Regions from separate parts of the Mus musculus genome. Here region 2 is linked to region 1. A link is a contact called in public ChIA-PET data. All regions are on one chromosome and are shown on one strand. The core of a region is the stretch at or near the end of the contact, and the rest is flanking DNA. Distances in the headings are between cores, read along the strand shown.

Region 1 (7,520 bases), core at 2,137-4,636:
TCCAGGCCTGTAGGGTTACACAGTGAGAGACCCTGTCTTGAAATGAGAGGGAGGGGGAGGGGGAGGGGGGGGAAGCCCTACCCTGTGTGTGTCCACACTGCTTCTCCATCCAGCCATCAATGAATCCTAGCCGTCATGAGTAGCATCACTATGGATGTGGGTGTGCAAGTGTCCATTTGAGTCTTGCCATAAATTCCTTTGGGAATATATCCAGAGGTGGACTTCTGTCATAACTCATAATTAAGTGATAATTCTGTGTCTAAATTTTTGGCAGCTACCAAGATCTTTTCCATAACACTTTCATAATTTTACATCTGCACCCAGAGTGTAAACATTCTGCCTTCTCAGAAACGTGTGTTATTTTCTGTTGTTTTATATTGCTGTTTTACCATAACAGCCATCCCAGTGGGTTAGGATGGCATCTCAGCTGGCTTTTATTTGTGTTTACTTCATGCTGGTAAGCATCTGTGCCGTCCACTTGTGAAATTCTTTGGAGAAACAGCTATTCAAGTGTTTTGCTTATTTTTGAATTGGGTGTTTTGTTGTTGAGTTTTAGGAGTTCTGTATACAGTCTGATAATCCCTTTTCATATTTCTGACTTGCCATATATTCCCTTGTCCTATAGCAGCGGTTCTCTGCCTGTGGATCATGACCTCTTTGGAGGTCATGTATCAGACATCCTGCATAGCAGATATTTACATTCTGATCCATGGCAGTAGCAAAATTACACTCATGAAGTAGCAACAAAATAATTTTATGGCCTGGGGGGTCACCACAATATGAGGAGCTATGTTAAAAGGGTGCAGCACTAGGAAGGATGAGAGCCACTGTGCTATAGGCTGCCTTTACTCTTCTGGCAGTATCAACATTATCACTCTTCCCTTCCCTTCCCTTCCCTTCCCTTCCCTTCCCTTCCCTTCCCTTCCCTTCCCTTCCCTTCCCTTCCCTTCCCTTCCCTTCCCTTCCCTTCCCTTCCCTTCCCTTCCCTTCCCTTCCCTTCCCTTCCCTTCCCTTCCCTTCTCTCTCTCTCTCTCTCTCTCTCTCTCTGTCATTTTTTCCAGGCTGTAGCTGTTCCTACGCCTTTCCCCATGTTTGTGATACAGCAAAGAGGTCCAGGGTAGAGCTGGCCCCATGTTACTTGGAGTCTCAGCCCCCAAAACTCTAGGCTCGATATGCAGTATCAAGCTCCTGGTATTTCACTGTAACAGCAGAAAGCTGACTGATACAGAAGTAAGGAGTCTCTGAGACACGCATATGCCAAGTTCACCAGAGGAACTCTGGGAAGGAGAGTGGGCTGAAACTGGGCAGGGAAGATTGCTCATCAGTAAATAAAGACCCGTGGTGTGAGCATGGGTGAGAGCGGTGGGTGGTGTGAGCATCAGTGAGGCTGCTGATGGAGAGAACAAAATGAAAGTGAAGCAGGCTAAGGGCAGAGCCCAGCCTTGGCATTGAGAAGCACTGACCACACAGAAAAGAAAACCTGGAGCTTGTGGTGCCCAGGAACCTGGGAGAGATGCCTAAGGGAAGATGCGGCTATTGAGTCAGATGACCTAAGGATGTGACATGAAGGGAGCTGGGTGATGCCCTTGATGTGGGCATCAGTATTGTCGCTGGTGATCAACGCCAGAGCATTAGATAAGCAGAAAGATGCATCAAAGCAAGCAGAGGAAGAAGAGGAGGGAGTGTGTCGTGGACAACCCACCAGCAGAGCCTGATGGGAGGAAGGCAGTAGGGAGAGGCTGTCAGCAGAGGGTCCAGTGGTTCTGACACTGGCTGTGTTACCATGACAGGCCCCTCATCCCACACTTACCAGGGGATCAGGCCCACTTCTTTCTCCCTCCTATTCCACTGAGTGAGCACCCTCAGTCCTTGAGGCCTTCCGTCTGTCACTGTACTACATTGAGCCCTTGAAACTTCCAGTTCATCACCACACTGTAAGTGTCCTCAAGGCTCCTGAAGCCTCCCTCCCTCCATCACCACATGCATGTGCTCCTGAAGCCTCCCTCTATCCATCACCAAATGCATGTGTCCTTGAAGTCTCCATCCATCACCACATGTGTCCCTGAAGCCTCTATCCATCACCACATGCATGTGTTCCTGAAACCTCCTTCTATCCATCACCACATGCATGTGCCCTTGAAGTCTCCATTCATCACCACATGCATGTGTCCCTGAAGTCTCCATCCATCACCACATGCATGTGTCCCTGAAGTCTCCATCCATCATCACATGCATGTGCCCCTGAAGCCTCCATCCATCACCACATGCATATGTCCCTGAAGTCTCCATCTATCACTATACTCTATGGGCTCCTGAAGCCTCCATCCACCACCACATTACACAGCTCTAAGGTACCTGCCAGAGCTGTTTTAGCCATAATAATCTCTAGCTCACATTTCTCCCGAAATAGCAACTTGCATTATATCTTTTGCCTCTGACCCATTCACAGTCACATTCTCCCATCATTAGAGGACTATCAGCACACCTCTGGTACCTTTTAGTTTGTGTTTCAGCATCCTTTCCTTAAAATATACCCATCAATCAATATGTTATTTGCTTCAAATATACATATTAGGCCAACTAACTCTTTGTGCCCATCAGGAACAGTGGTTCACAGTATCAAGATCTTCTTCATCAGACTGCCAGGCCACAGTTGACTGTGTGTGTACATGTGTGTATGCCTGTGTGTGCTGGTGCATATGTGTCTTGGGTGTGTGCATGTGTGAATACTTATGTATATGTTCATAGCATTAACCATGGATGCATAACTTCACCACGTGCACACTGAGGCATTGTTTGCAGGAATAGGAATGTGTACCTTACAATGTGTACGTGCATCTGTACTATTCGTGTGTGTGTGTGTGTGTGTGTGTGTGTGTGTGTGTGTATGCACACATGCACATAGAGTTCAGGGTGTCCCTGTGCATATCTTAAAATGAGTGGGGGGTGGTCTTGGTACCTTTTCCCAATATGCTTGTTGTGGATTGCAGCCACTGGGAAGCCTGGCCCCTCCTGTGGACACCAAAGCCACAGAGAAGGAAAAGAAGCCACCCACAGCCACCACCAAGGGGAGAGGAAAAGGAAAAGGCAAGAAGAAAGGCAAAGTGAAAGAGGAAGTGGAGGAAGAGACGGACCCCCGGAAGCTTGAGCTGCTCAACTGGGTGTGTGCTCACGTGCTCGTGTCCTTGCCCGTGTGTCTTCAGAGTTCTGGACTGGCATTCCCCAAGTTCTCCGGAAGAGACTCCCTTGTTACCTTTGCTTCATCCCTGCCGGGATGGGGGACAGATGGGTTAATGTCAATACTTCATGGCAATAGTGTGTTCACTTCAATGTAGCCGTCGGTGGTCACAGCTGTTTCGTAAGGAGGAGTGGTTGTCCCTGTGGCATATGCTTGCCACTGCAGAGGGAGACCTGGAAAACATGCATGATGGCTCCAGCCTCCCAAGCCGGAGGCTAGCTACTGCTAACCACCTATCACTCCTTTCTACACTACCACTTCAAAAGGGTTTTGTGGCATGAATTCTAAATATGTGGTTTGTTTCCCATATTTTCCTGCCCCAAATGTCTGCATGTCTGCCAAGCAGAGAGAGCTACTACTGAGTAAATGACCAGAACTTCCTTTCAGAGTGGTACCTTGGTTCCATAAATAGGAGCGTGTGGTCATCACTCACCCAACGGCACCCTAGTGGACTATGACATGCCCACATGGTCTGACCACTGCCAAAAATGCTCCCCAGTCAAGGAAACAGCAGAGAGAAACTTAGCAGGGCAAACGCTGGGATGGCTATCTTTAATTCATTAGAAATTTGTTTAGATTCATTTTTACTATTTTACATGTGTAAGTATTTTGCCTGCATATGTGTATGTGCACCACCATGTACATACACCTAATCCCTACAGAAGTCAAAAAAAGGCACTGGGTCCCCTGGGATGGGAGTTAGCAGGGAGGTTGTGAACTAACATGTTAGCCCTGAGAATTGAACCTGGGTCCTCCTCAAGCACAAGAAGTGCTTGTAACTTCTGAGCCAACTCCATGGCCTCTTTGACTCTTTTTGTTGTTGTCGTTTTGTTTTGTTTTGTTTTGTTTTGTTTTGTTTTGTTTTGTTTTTCGAGACAGGGTTTCTCTGTGTAGCCCTGGCTGTCCTGGAACTCACTCTGTAGACCATGTTGGCCTCAAACTCAGAAATTCGCCTGCCTCTGCCTCCCAAGTGCTGGGATTAAAGGTGTGCGCCACCACGCCTGGCTCTTTGACTCATTTTTAAAAGATAGAATCCCTTACAAACTTTGACAGAGCATGAGGGGACCAAACTGAAAGCAGAGGGGAGAAGGTTAAGGCATGGTTATTCAAAGGAAACAACCTTGGGAACCACAGACTGTCGTGCAGGCCCTTAGTGCAGCTCTTGACAGTCATATGTGAGGCCATGGGCTCAATTTCCAGCACCAGGTTAACAAAACATGCCCCCAACACACACATGCATGCACGCACGTGCACAAAGCAAACAAACAAAATATCAAAACATTCCGGAACTTTCCATGGGATGTCCTAAGGTCTCATGCCTGGAGTCTTCTGGGAGGCCACTCATGGTCTCCCTTCTGGATTTCCTGCAGGTGAATGCCCTGGAGCAAGCCATGCTGGATGCTCTTGTCCTAGATCGGGTGGACTTTGTAAAGCTCCTGATTGAAAACGGAGTGAACATGCAGCATTTCCTCACCATCCCGAGGCTGGAGGAGCTATACAACACCGTGAGCATCCCGGGAGGAAGGGTGGAGGCGAGCTAGCACCGCGAATATGCTCATCATTGATGCATATTATTCCCCCCAAAAGTGGGGGGCAGAGTATAGACTGGGGCAGCTTCAGCCAGAAGACACATATGTAGTGAGAGTCATCTCCTTCTCACTTGCTCCTGGACAGTGTGCATTCATCATATTCTTAGCAACTATGCCATACCAGACAGCCAGTCCTTCCAGCTGCAGTGGACAGATGATCCTCGCTGTGCAGTGGGCTCACATCTTTATAAAGCCATCTCTAAAGTATCCTAAGATGACAATGTACTTGATGGTCCCAGCCCACTGAACATCACGACTTAGTAACATAGACCACTGAAGCATCAGGCATCTCCCTGGGGCATGGGGCTTACCAGGAGCTGCAGCTCATGGGACTGTACATCACTAGCCTGGGGAAAGGGTTCCGATTCTGTTTATCTAGAAGGCCTGTGTGGTGCTCGTGCCAACAGGGAAAAGTCTAAAATCAGCCAGACAGTAAGCCTGCATCTACACGGTATGCTTGTGAAGCAAGAGGACGTCATACCCTAAGGCATCAGCCAACTGAACAGTCACCGGGGTTGTTACTCAGTTGTTGCTTGGGATCCTCGAGTGTCCAGGGGCTACACTGAGAACAAGGGTTAGCAGTCAGGAGCGGTGCTGTCTCAGAACAGGAAGTGGTAGGATGCAATTTACTTTGCCTCCACTAGAACAATTCAAGTTTTAGAAATTTATAACTCCTTCCCCAGTCTGACCTTCAGTGGCAGAAATGGTGTAAAACATGCAGGTATTTCACACTACAAGAACACCGAAAGTATTCAAAGTATTTCACACACGTTTGAGTGGGGTAACCACAGCCAGTTGTCTTATAAAGGAACTGAGCCAGGAGTACACTACAGGCTCCACATTTCAGTGGGGCAAGATTTTGCTCAAGAGTTGACGAGCCAAGTGTGCTTACTGTGGCTGATGCTTCCCTTTCAGAGACTGGGCCCACCAAACACCCTTCATCTGCTGGTGCGGGATGTAAAGAAGGTGAGCCCATTTGCCCCCTCTCAGCCCTCTGCCAGCATCCATCACTAAAGTAATTCTTAAAGATAATCTTCTGTTTTTAAGATATTTTATCTTCGGATTTAGGATGTAGGGAATAATGATTTCATCTGTTCATAGTAAGAGTTTACTTATAACCTCAAAGAGCAGAACAAAGGGCCAGGGACATAGATGGCTGTAAAGTGCTGGAAAGCGTGAGAACTGAAGTTGGGATTTCTGGAATCAAGTAAATGCTAGGTGGGGTCTTATGCGATGACTCCGCAGGTGAAGGTGGTTGCTGATGAGTTTGATTGCCTGAGTCTCATCTCTGGGACTCATATGGTAGAAGAAGAGAGCTGATTCCTACAGATTTTTCTCTGACCTCAACAGGTGAACTGTGGTGTGCGTGCTCAGGCGCACACGCACACATACACACACACACTTGCTCTTTCTCTCTCCCTCTCCATATACATTTACATATGCATGTACATATACATATCATTTTTAAATCTAGTCTGGATGGGTATGATACCTGCCCCCTCCATAACTGTAGCCTGCCAGAGGTAGAGACAGGGAATCCCTGAAGTCAGCTGGCAAGCCCCAGGTTCATTGCAGGCTCTACTTCAGTATATAAGATAAAGAGAAGTTGAAGAAGACACCAGAAATCAATCTTAGATCTCCATACACATGTGCATACATGCACAAACACAGATACATATATGCATATCAAAAACCACATTCAGATGATAAACAAAAATAAAACTTGAAATGGTGGGTGGGCGAGGGGGCTAGAATAAACTTTGTCACAGCCTAGGAACGCACTGACAATTGCTTGGTTATAGTAGTTTTAGCACCAAGGTGACCTCAGAAGTGTCAACAGGAGGCTCCCCAGGAAGTCTGTATGTATGTCCTATGGACTGCATCAGAGGTTCTCTTAGCCTTTGCAATCTCTTAGGGAAGCTGCTCTCCTCACTCTCCAGGGCTCCCCACTATGGACAGACTGTGTTCCTGTGGGGTTTCCTTTCTCAGTCCTACCCTGGCATCTCTTGTGTCCTGCCATCACAAGTTAGAGATGAGATTAGATTCTCACAGGAGCAACCCGTCTCCCTAGAATGAGGGAATGGGACTCCTGGACAGCCTGGTTACATTTTGTATCGATAATCAGTTCTAAGAATATGAAAAAAATTATTTCTACAGAGCAGAATAAAATCAGTGGATCTGGGAAATGGGGGGACCTCAGAGGCCTCTGGTCTAGAGTCTTGTTCCACACACAAGAATTCTGCTTCCTCCCTCAAGACCCAAGTGGAAGACAGTGCAAACTTTCAAAGTGAGAGCTACCCAAGTTCAAGCTCAACCACTTCTCAGCTGAATGCATGACTTCAACAATCACTCCTTCTCCTGTAGTCCTCCTTCCTACCACTTGATTCCCTGTTCATAAACACCACCTCCAAACTGCCATGGCTGCAATATAAAGTTCAAGCTTGTTCCAATACTCACAAATTCCCACTGATCCTGGCCCTTGCTCAAGACTCCTCCTACCACAGTCCACTACATCTACACTGACCCATCTGAACATGGGGAGGCCTGGGAGGCTATATCCTGCCTGGGACACACTTCCTCCCATCCACAGCACCCACTCTTTCTCATCTTACCTCACCATCCCTGCTCCTCTGTTCCTATGTCACCATTTCTTGGAAACCCTTACTCGCCCTAACATCCCACCTTGGAATCAA
Region 2 (7,520 bases), core at 3,003-5,502, 70 kb after region 1:
GTTTGAAATGTTCTAAATAGTATGGGATTTTTAAAGTTATATTTTATATTAACCCAAGATTTTGGGGATAAAGAAGAAGAAAAGGTTATGGTTTAATGGTGACAGGTTTGTGTCAAATTGACAAGGAGTCAACTGTGCTTGTGAATTTCTTGTCAACTTGATATAAGCTAAAAAAAAAATGTGTCTATCAGATTGGCCTGTCTACAAGTCTGAGGATTTTCTTGGTTGTTGATTCATGTGGACGGCCCACTGCATTTTGCTTTTTATGTGGGTCCTAGGGATCAAGCTCAGATGCTCATCCTTATGCAGCAAGTACTTACGGACTGAGCCATCTCCCCAGCCTTCTCATTGCATTGCGTTTTGTTGATGTTGTTGTTTGGGTTTTTTGTTTGTTTGTTTGTTTTATTTCAAACCTCGACTCATACTTTCCTGAGACTGTTCTCATGTGAAATGTGCTGTCTTACACTTTTGATCTGGTGTGAGACACTTTTCCAACACATTGTGTTCTAATTGTTCTGTGTTCTCAGCTGACCTTGTCTTGCCTTCCTTCTTGTCTACTCCAGGATGCTTCATCCTCAGCAGTTGTCCTCAGAGTGGACCCTTTTCTGCAAGAGAAGGCTCCATACACTGTTTTCCCAAAGGTCCTTCAGTCCCTGTACTCAGTCCTTCCCTCCGCCAACACACACCTTATAAGGAGCCTCCTCAACCCGACTGGCTGGATCTTCCCGTAAACACCCTGGGCTACTCTGGAGTTCTCTGGATGCCTCACTGATTCCTGACACTGATACCACAAGCACTTCAGGGCGATGAACTTGTTAGCGTCTTATGCTCTATCTTGGGAAGCCCGAGGACATCATTTCCCTTAGATATGTTGCTGAGGCTTCTCTTGGGTGGTTCTGGGGATTTTCTGTTTGTTTCCTCTGCTTTACTGTGTTGTTGTTTTATCTGTTTTATGAGGACTAAAGAACTGTTGTGGCTTGTCATCTTTGCTGAATTATCCTCTCATACACTTTAAAATGCTTACATATTTTCTTGAAAAGCATATACCCAGCCAAAGGCATCATTTTGCAGCCATCAAGTACCGCCGGTTCTAGCCGTGTCTCTTACTTGTATGTACACTGTTACCACAGCCCTAGCTTCTTGCCCATGCAGGGCCACCCCAGTAGTGGCTGTTTTTAAAATACTCAGTCAGGTCACTGTCACTTCTCAGCTCAGTTTCCAATTTTCAAGATCTAGAACCTGGGCTGTTGTTTCCCTCTGACCTCCTCTCCATTGGTTTAGGCTGCTTCAGGCATCCTGGCCTCAGGGGATTCATGCTGCTGACCTTGAGTTTCACCTTTACTCCGTTTAGTCTTTGCTCAGATGCCATCAATGCAGTAAGGCCGTCCTTGATTTAACCTAAATCTTTATTGATAAATACAATTACTCCTCTCCCTCCATTCCTAACTTCCTTTACAGTACCTTTAAACTATGTTACACGTTTTATATGTATATGTACATGTACACACACACATATATATATATACATACATACATATATATTTTTTCTTTCTTTCTACTCATTTCAGTAGAATGCCATGAACCTAAAGAACATTGGACTCTTATGAGTCCTGATTCAGGCCCATCACAAAGCTGGCACTCAATAAAAATCTGTTAACTGATTGAATGAGTGACCAAATAAAACATAAAGTATCTAGCACCCATTAGGTATTCAAGAAAAAAAATATATTCTCTCTTTCTCTGTCTGTCTGTCTGTCTCTCCCTCTCTCTTCTGTCAATGAAAAAAAAAACTGATCTCTCTAGGGAATGCCAGTGTTCTCTAATATAGAAAAATCAACAATGGGAACAGATGTATAATTAGACAAGCAGCTTAAAACTTTAACACAAAAGCCCAAAGCTGGGGATGGTCTAATACACCAAACACAGTAGTGAAGATGAGACTCTAAGAAGGGCCTGCAAAGCCTATCAACAGACTGACTTCTGTCACTCCAAACTCCCAAACACACACTCTGAAACACTGACCCCTAATGAGAACATACTCAGAGACAGGGCCTTAAGACAAAAAAGTCAGGGTGTTAATCAGATAGGCTCAATGTTCTAAGAAGAAAGTCCCCCCTTGTGAGAACATAACAAGGAGGAAGCCATTGGCTAAAGATACTGGGAGCCCTGGTGGGAAACATCTTTGAAGCTGAGTCTGGTAGAGCCTACCATCTACTTGTAGGCTCAAGTTCAAGGCCAGCAACTCAGTAAAACCCTGTCAATAAAGGAGTTGGGGGTTACAGTTCAGTAATAAGTCACCTGCTAAGTACTTGGGGAGCCTGGAGTTCCGTTCAGTTGCTAGCACAGCAAGAAAAAGGGAAGGGAAACTCAAAATCCATCTTTACAGAGCCTTGCTCTTGTGCTTCTCTGACTCCACCACTGAGATAATACATTTTTGTTGTCTAGACTAGGGTGCCTGGAGCAGCCTAATGCAGTCAGAAAGGAATCAGTAGCAGTAGGTCAGACAGTAACCCAAGTGCCTAAGTGGACTAGTACAACTAGATATGCAGAATATGGTATTTTAAAATTATCCAGAAAGATAACAAATCTGGAGTTCCCCCATTTTTCAGTTTTTTTTGCTGACATGCATAAAAGATGCAGATTCTAAGAAAATATGGACAACACCCCCTCCCCCCAAAAGAGCACAAGTGTTTGAAGACTTTTAGGGAATACATCCATTTAAGGTAGAAAAGTAACAGAATCGTCATAAAAGTTAAATATGTACCAGTGTTTTTTCATGAGTAGTTCAACTGAATTTACATGTCAAAATACAGTCAAGTGTTATAAACAGATAAGCTAGAAAGATTCAGGGCTCTGACTCCAGGACAAGCTGAAGAACACACAGTATTAGTGATGTCAGTGCACTTGTCTGCATGATGACTGTGATTTCTGGGGCTCACGTCAGTTTCCCTCTGACATTCATGATAAAATGTTGAGTTTGGACCACTATTTTTCAAAGTATAGGGGCATGGAATACCACTGGCCCCCTCCCACCAAAGTCTACTTCAGTTCAGAGGCACAACAAATCTAGACATACCCTATGCTGTGCTGAAGTTGGACAGCCCTTTGCAGCTAAGTGGCAGATTCTCATTTCCACAACCTACTGTATGAATGAAGGGAAAAGGGAAAGAAAAGAAAGGACATGACTACTCTTTGGTATGGTGGAGGAGAAAGTTTTTTGTAGATAAAAGGGAGATCATAGCCAGAGGCAGAGAAATCTGGGAGAGTTCAGAGTAGACTTGACCATGAGCCATGTGAGGAGAGCAGGGCAGGAAGGGGGAGAGGAGAGAGAGGAAGAAGGTGTAGCAGCCAAGAGGGCAAAAGGTGAAAGAGATCAGTCATTAAATAACCAAAATGACTGGATTTTATAGAGAAGAGCCTCTGGGGAAGGGCAGCCCAGTCCCTGGGTTGGAGAGTCCCTGGGTAGAGGGTTGGGTATGCTAACCATAACAGGTCCCATAAAAGCTAGGGACTAAGGGATGCTGAGAGAACCTGGAAGCCAGGTATGCTATATGTTAAACAGGCACCTGACCTATTAGTCCCAGGGTTTGAAATTTAACAGTGTTTGGTTCCCACCAGCGATGGGGTCTTCTCTCCCTGGAATTCTGTTAACTTACCTGTTGAATAGCATCTTTATAAATGAGGATGGAAAGGGGCGTGGGGAGACAACTTGCTTAATATCCCTTTTCACTTAAAGTTTAACGAGAAGAATAAAATCAGAAAACTAAACTGGGGGTTCTGGTTTGCCAGCCAGTATCATCTGTCCCAGGCACTCAGCACAAGCCAAGCCTCAGAACCTCAAGGAAACCAGTGGTTAAATCAATTGGTAGCAAGAGGTGAAAGAAAAGTCTTCCCTCCTTTAATATAGCAGCCATCGCAGATGCCGGAGGACTCGGGTCCTGGAACAGCAGCTACCGTGCACACTGACCACCACAGGCCATTGCAGCTTCGCGAAGCCGGCATGACCCTCGTGAGTCGCAGTAGGCCTGTGAAATCCTCCGTGACCCCTGCGGGCCTCCGTAGAAGCGCGCTCTCAAGATGGCCTCTCGGGTCCCCGTGGCGCCCCACTCCAGCGTCGCGCTCCGTGACAGTACCGCCTAGAGACTGAAAGCTTTGACTGCAGCTCCGCGCGAGTCGCTTCCGGGGATGGGCGTGGCTCCACCAGGCTCCGCCTATTTCGGGCGGGCGCTCGGCCTGGTCCGTCCCCGCCCGTCAGTCCGCCCGGCGGGGCGGGCCGCAGACCCGGCCTGGGCAGCTGCACCGGGAACGCTGAACCGGGAGACTTCTGACCGGCCATAGGGCCGGGGCGCACAGGCGGCGGCACCATGTTCTCTCTCAAGCCGCCCAGACCCAGCTTCAGGTCCTACCTCCTGCCGCCGGCCCAGGTAAGCGCTCGCGACCCGGCGGGGGGCTCGGGACCCAGACGAGTCGCCGGCAAGCGCGCCTCCCGGGAGCCACGGGCGCAGTAGAAACTTGTAGCGCTCCGCGGCGGCGGCCATTCTCTGGCCGAAGTCCTGCGGTCCCTAGTCCTGCCGTGTGACGAGATCGTAGAACCGTCCGGAGCTGCATTTCTTTCCTTCCTTCGGGGCTGGGCACCGACCCTGCGGTGACTGCCAGATGGTTGCAGCGCTGTGGACACCTCGCAGAGCTTACCTGTCTCATAGCTGTGAATTCTTGAAAGCGGCTTGGGCTGTTGTAAATATGTTTATTGTGAGGCTCTCAAGTCGACGAGAAGATCTTAAAACGATCTCTATTTGGACCTGAAAGAGTTTTTAGTAGGGGATATATGTCTGTTGCATGTGTCATCACTTAGAAAATCTGCCTTAGTATCTTGTGACAGGGCGGTGTTTGGATTTTGCTTTATTTTGTTCCTGTATTTCAGACTGACGATAAGATCAGTTCCGAACCGAAGATTAAAAAGCTGGAGCCGGTCCTTTTGCCAGGTAAATTTCAGAATTTGAATGTGCCTTGGACTGAGATTGTACGGAATGGTATTGTGTAGTTCTCTTTCCCTTTCCATTATTTTTAACTTTCTCCAGAGAGTTGGCTAGACATAATTGATGTTTGTCTCGGAAAGTTTAAAGTACAATAGAAGACTTTCAAGAGAATAACTACCTCATTTCTTTTCTGTCTCCTGAAAGGGTAGTTTTGAAAGATGAATCTAATTGCTTGGGTAGTGAAAGTTCTTATGCTTTCCATATGTGTTACCACCTAATGAAATCATGATTAATAATCCAATCATTTTAATGTGTTTTGATAGTATGAAAAGCATGTCTGTGTTCTAAGATAATGACAAAGCTTAGCAGACATTGACTGACTCTGTAATTGGCTTTTGAAGTTGTCAGCTGTCTGCAAGTTTGCTTCTTTCAGTTTAGAACTTTGTTTCCCAGTAGAGACACTATTGACCTTTCAGGCTGGGCAATTCTTGTGAGAAGCTGTCCTGAGCTGACAGCCATCCCTACCTCTTTGGCCTCTTATCAGTTCCATGATAGTGGTGCCCCCATCTTCTGCTAACTGCTAACATCCTCAGTACAACCAGAATGTCTCCAGGCATCCCCGTGTGTGTGTGTGTGTGTGTGTGTGTGTGTGTGTGTGTGCTCGAGCCTCTTGGAAATCATTTGTTAAGAACAAATTTATCTTAGATGGAGACCTTACAAATAGAAGTAGGGATTCATAGAAAACAGTTTTACAATGTAGAAAAACTATTATTTGATTACTATTTTTGAATTGTGTAGCAATTACACAATAATTAAAGAAAAATCGGTGTTTTAATAAGATTATTGGGGCAAATAACCAGACATTTAGGAAGGCCTATCTATCTTAAGCTTAAATTATGATCAAATACCAGTTTTGTATGTCAGAAAAAAAAAGTCTCAAATTCATCCCTTTAATAAGAGAGTTACGACTTCACAAGTGTGGGAACTTGAAGTGTAGTAGAGATGAACAGTTAAAGCGTCAGCCTTTGGTTCCGTATGGCAGATGCCAACTCTTAAAAGTTCTTGTAGACTACTAGAGTTATATTTTTTCTGGCTTTTGTTAGTGTCTTCTCCTCAGTGTTTACTGATGAACCCTTTCTGCTGGTCCTGAGAGTGAGCTGAAGCAGTACTGAGCAACCCTTGCCCCCGTGCATGCTCCGTGTTGGTATTCGCCACCGTAGGCACAGCAGAGACAGCCAGGGGAGCAGTATGCGTGTTGACCAAGTGTCTGGAAGCTGTTGAACTTTGCCTTCGCTTTGAACTGGTTTTTAGACAGCCAGGTCTCCCCTCAGCAATTCTGTGCTCTGACACTAAAAAACAATGTAGTCCTAACTATAAATACTCAAGTTTTGTTTTTTTTTTAATTAGCTTTTAAACTTAAGCTATGCTTAGGAAAAATGTGATTATGAATATGGTTGAAGAATTTTCTTAATGAAGAATTAGTCTTTGAAATTACTACTAATACTACTACTATTACTACTACTACTACCATTTCTGGGGAAGATTTTAACCCCGGTTCCTGACTGTGAGTAGTATACTTTTCGTAGAAATAGCAGTGTCTTTTGTTCAATGCCCATTAAAAAACTTGCTGACCTGAATGATAACCCTGATTGATGTCCAGTTTTTCTTTGCTCCCTGTTTATCTACAGAAGACTGGGCTGCTCCTGAACTGTAAAGCCTTGCCCCTTGCCTAGCCTCTGCTGTTCTTACCGTCTTGTCCCCACTTTCCCAATGCTCTTTGAGGTTGCGCTTTGGCTGAGCCTCCCATTCTGGTCTCCCTTTCCTGCCTTAACTCTAATGTCAAATCTGCAATTCCTGCTAAAACCCCAGTGGTATTTCTTCGGCCTACAACGTGGTACTCTGCATGTGTAATCTGGAAAACGAATAGAAAGTATTGTGATCTAAGCCTGGGCTAGGGTGATGAGGCTTGCAGCTCGTGGTAGAGTATGTGCTTACCATGCTTGGCGTGCGCAAGACACTGGGTTTGCTCCCCACCACCACAAAAATGACAGTGAGCAAACTATAAAGACCTAAGCTAGAAGAGCACTTTTGACTGAGGGCGTGGCTAATACAGTTCTGCCCTTCATTGCCACTGGGGGCAAGAGAAAATCCTCTCAAGTCTCCTGTGGCTTTCTTTACCCAGGTACAAAGAACAAGAAGTAATTGTTCCGTGATATAGTAGCATACACTGCGTTTTGGCTTACTGCCTTGGGTCCAAGGATATCCTACTACGGTTGCCCGAAGTTTGAACTTTTAATTCAATAAGCAGATGAAAATTAGAACACAAAATCAATTGTTTACTTGTGGGCCTTGATCATGTGCTCCGTTGGGCCTCAATGCCAAGTTTAAAATGGTCCCCATCATTTATTAAGTAAAGAAAATTGAAGAAAATGATGAGTAATTGAATTCAGATTCTGGTTTATATTAGTAATTCTCAACTTTCCTGATTCATGAAGCTCTTTGAGATGAGGATTGTATCAAATATAGCTTTGTGAACCTGTTACC

Evidence for each region. ChIA-PET counts read pairs in DNA pulled down with a chosen protein or histone mark.
Region 2: a contact with region 1 is called in an RNA polymerase II ChIA-PET map of memory CD8 T cells, with 18 read pairs. The contact joins the promoter of Mtmr10 here to the enhancer-like site in region 1. A contact is called at or near these places in 1 of 39 promoter capture datasets (liver), 1 of 15 datasets of contacts at CTCF or cohesin (the NIH/3T3 cell line), 9 of 484 Hi-C or Micro-C datasets (CD4 T cells, Th17 cells, adipose-derived mesenchymal stem cells and 5 more), 5 of 115 datasets of contacts at active chromatin or transcription factors (embryonic fibroblasts, embryonic stem cells, memory CD8 T cells and 2 more) and 4 of 9 other capture datasets (adipose tissue, embryonic stem cells, liver and 1 more).

The regions. Positions count from the first base shown.
Region 1 is chr7:64,214,500-64,222,019 of GRCm38.p6, forward strand. It overlaps Trpm1 (transient receptor potential cation channel, subfamily M, member 1), which reads left to right. Exons shown (of 27, transcript NM_001039104.2): 11 at 2,991-3,161; 12 at 4,609-4,743; 13 at 5,743-5,793. Among named protein-coding and RNA genes, the nearest start is that of Mir211, 12 kb to the left of the region's middle. Within about 2 kb of position 3,387, at least 11 of the 459 cell types and tissues checked have an H3K27ac peak or open chromatin away from gene starts, as enhancers often do. A contact at or near this core is called in memory CD8 T cells, where this site is marked.
Region 2 is chr7:64,283,418-64,290,937 of GRCm38.p6, forward strand. It overlaps Mtmr10 (myotubularin related protein 10), which reads left to right and starts at 4,253. Exons shown (of 16, transcript NM_172742.2): 1 at 4,253-4,424; 2 at 4,922-4,982. The coding sequence starts at 4,365.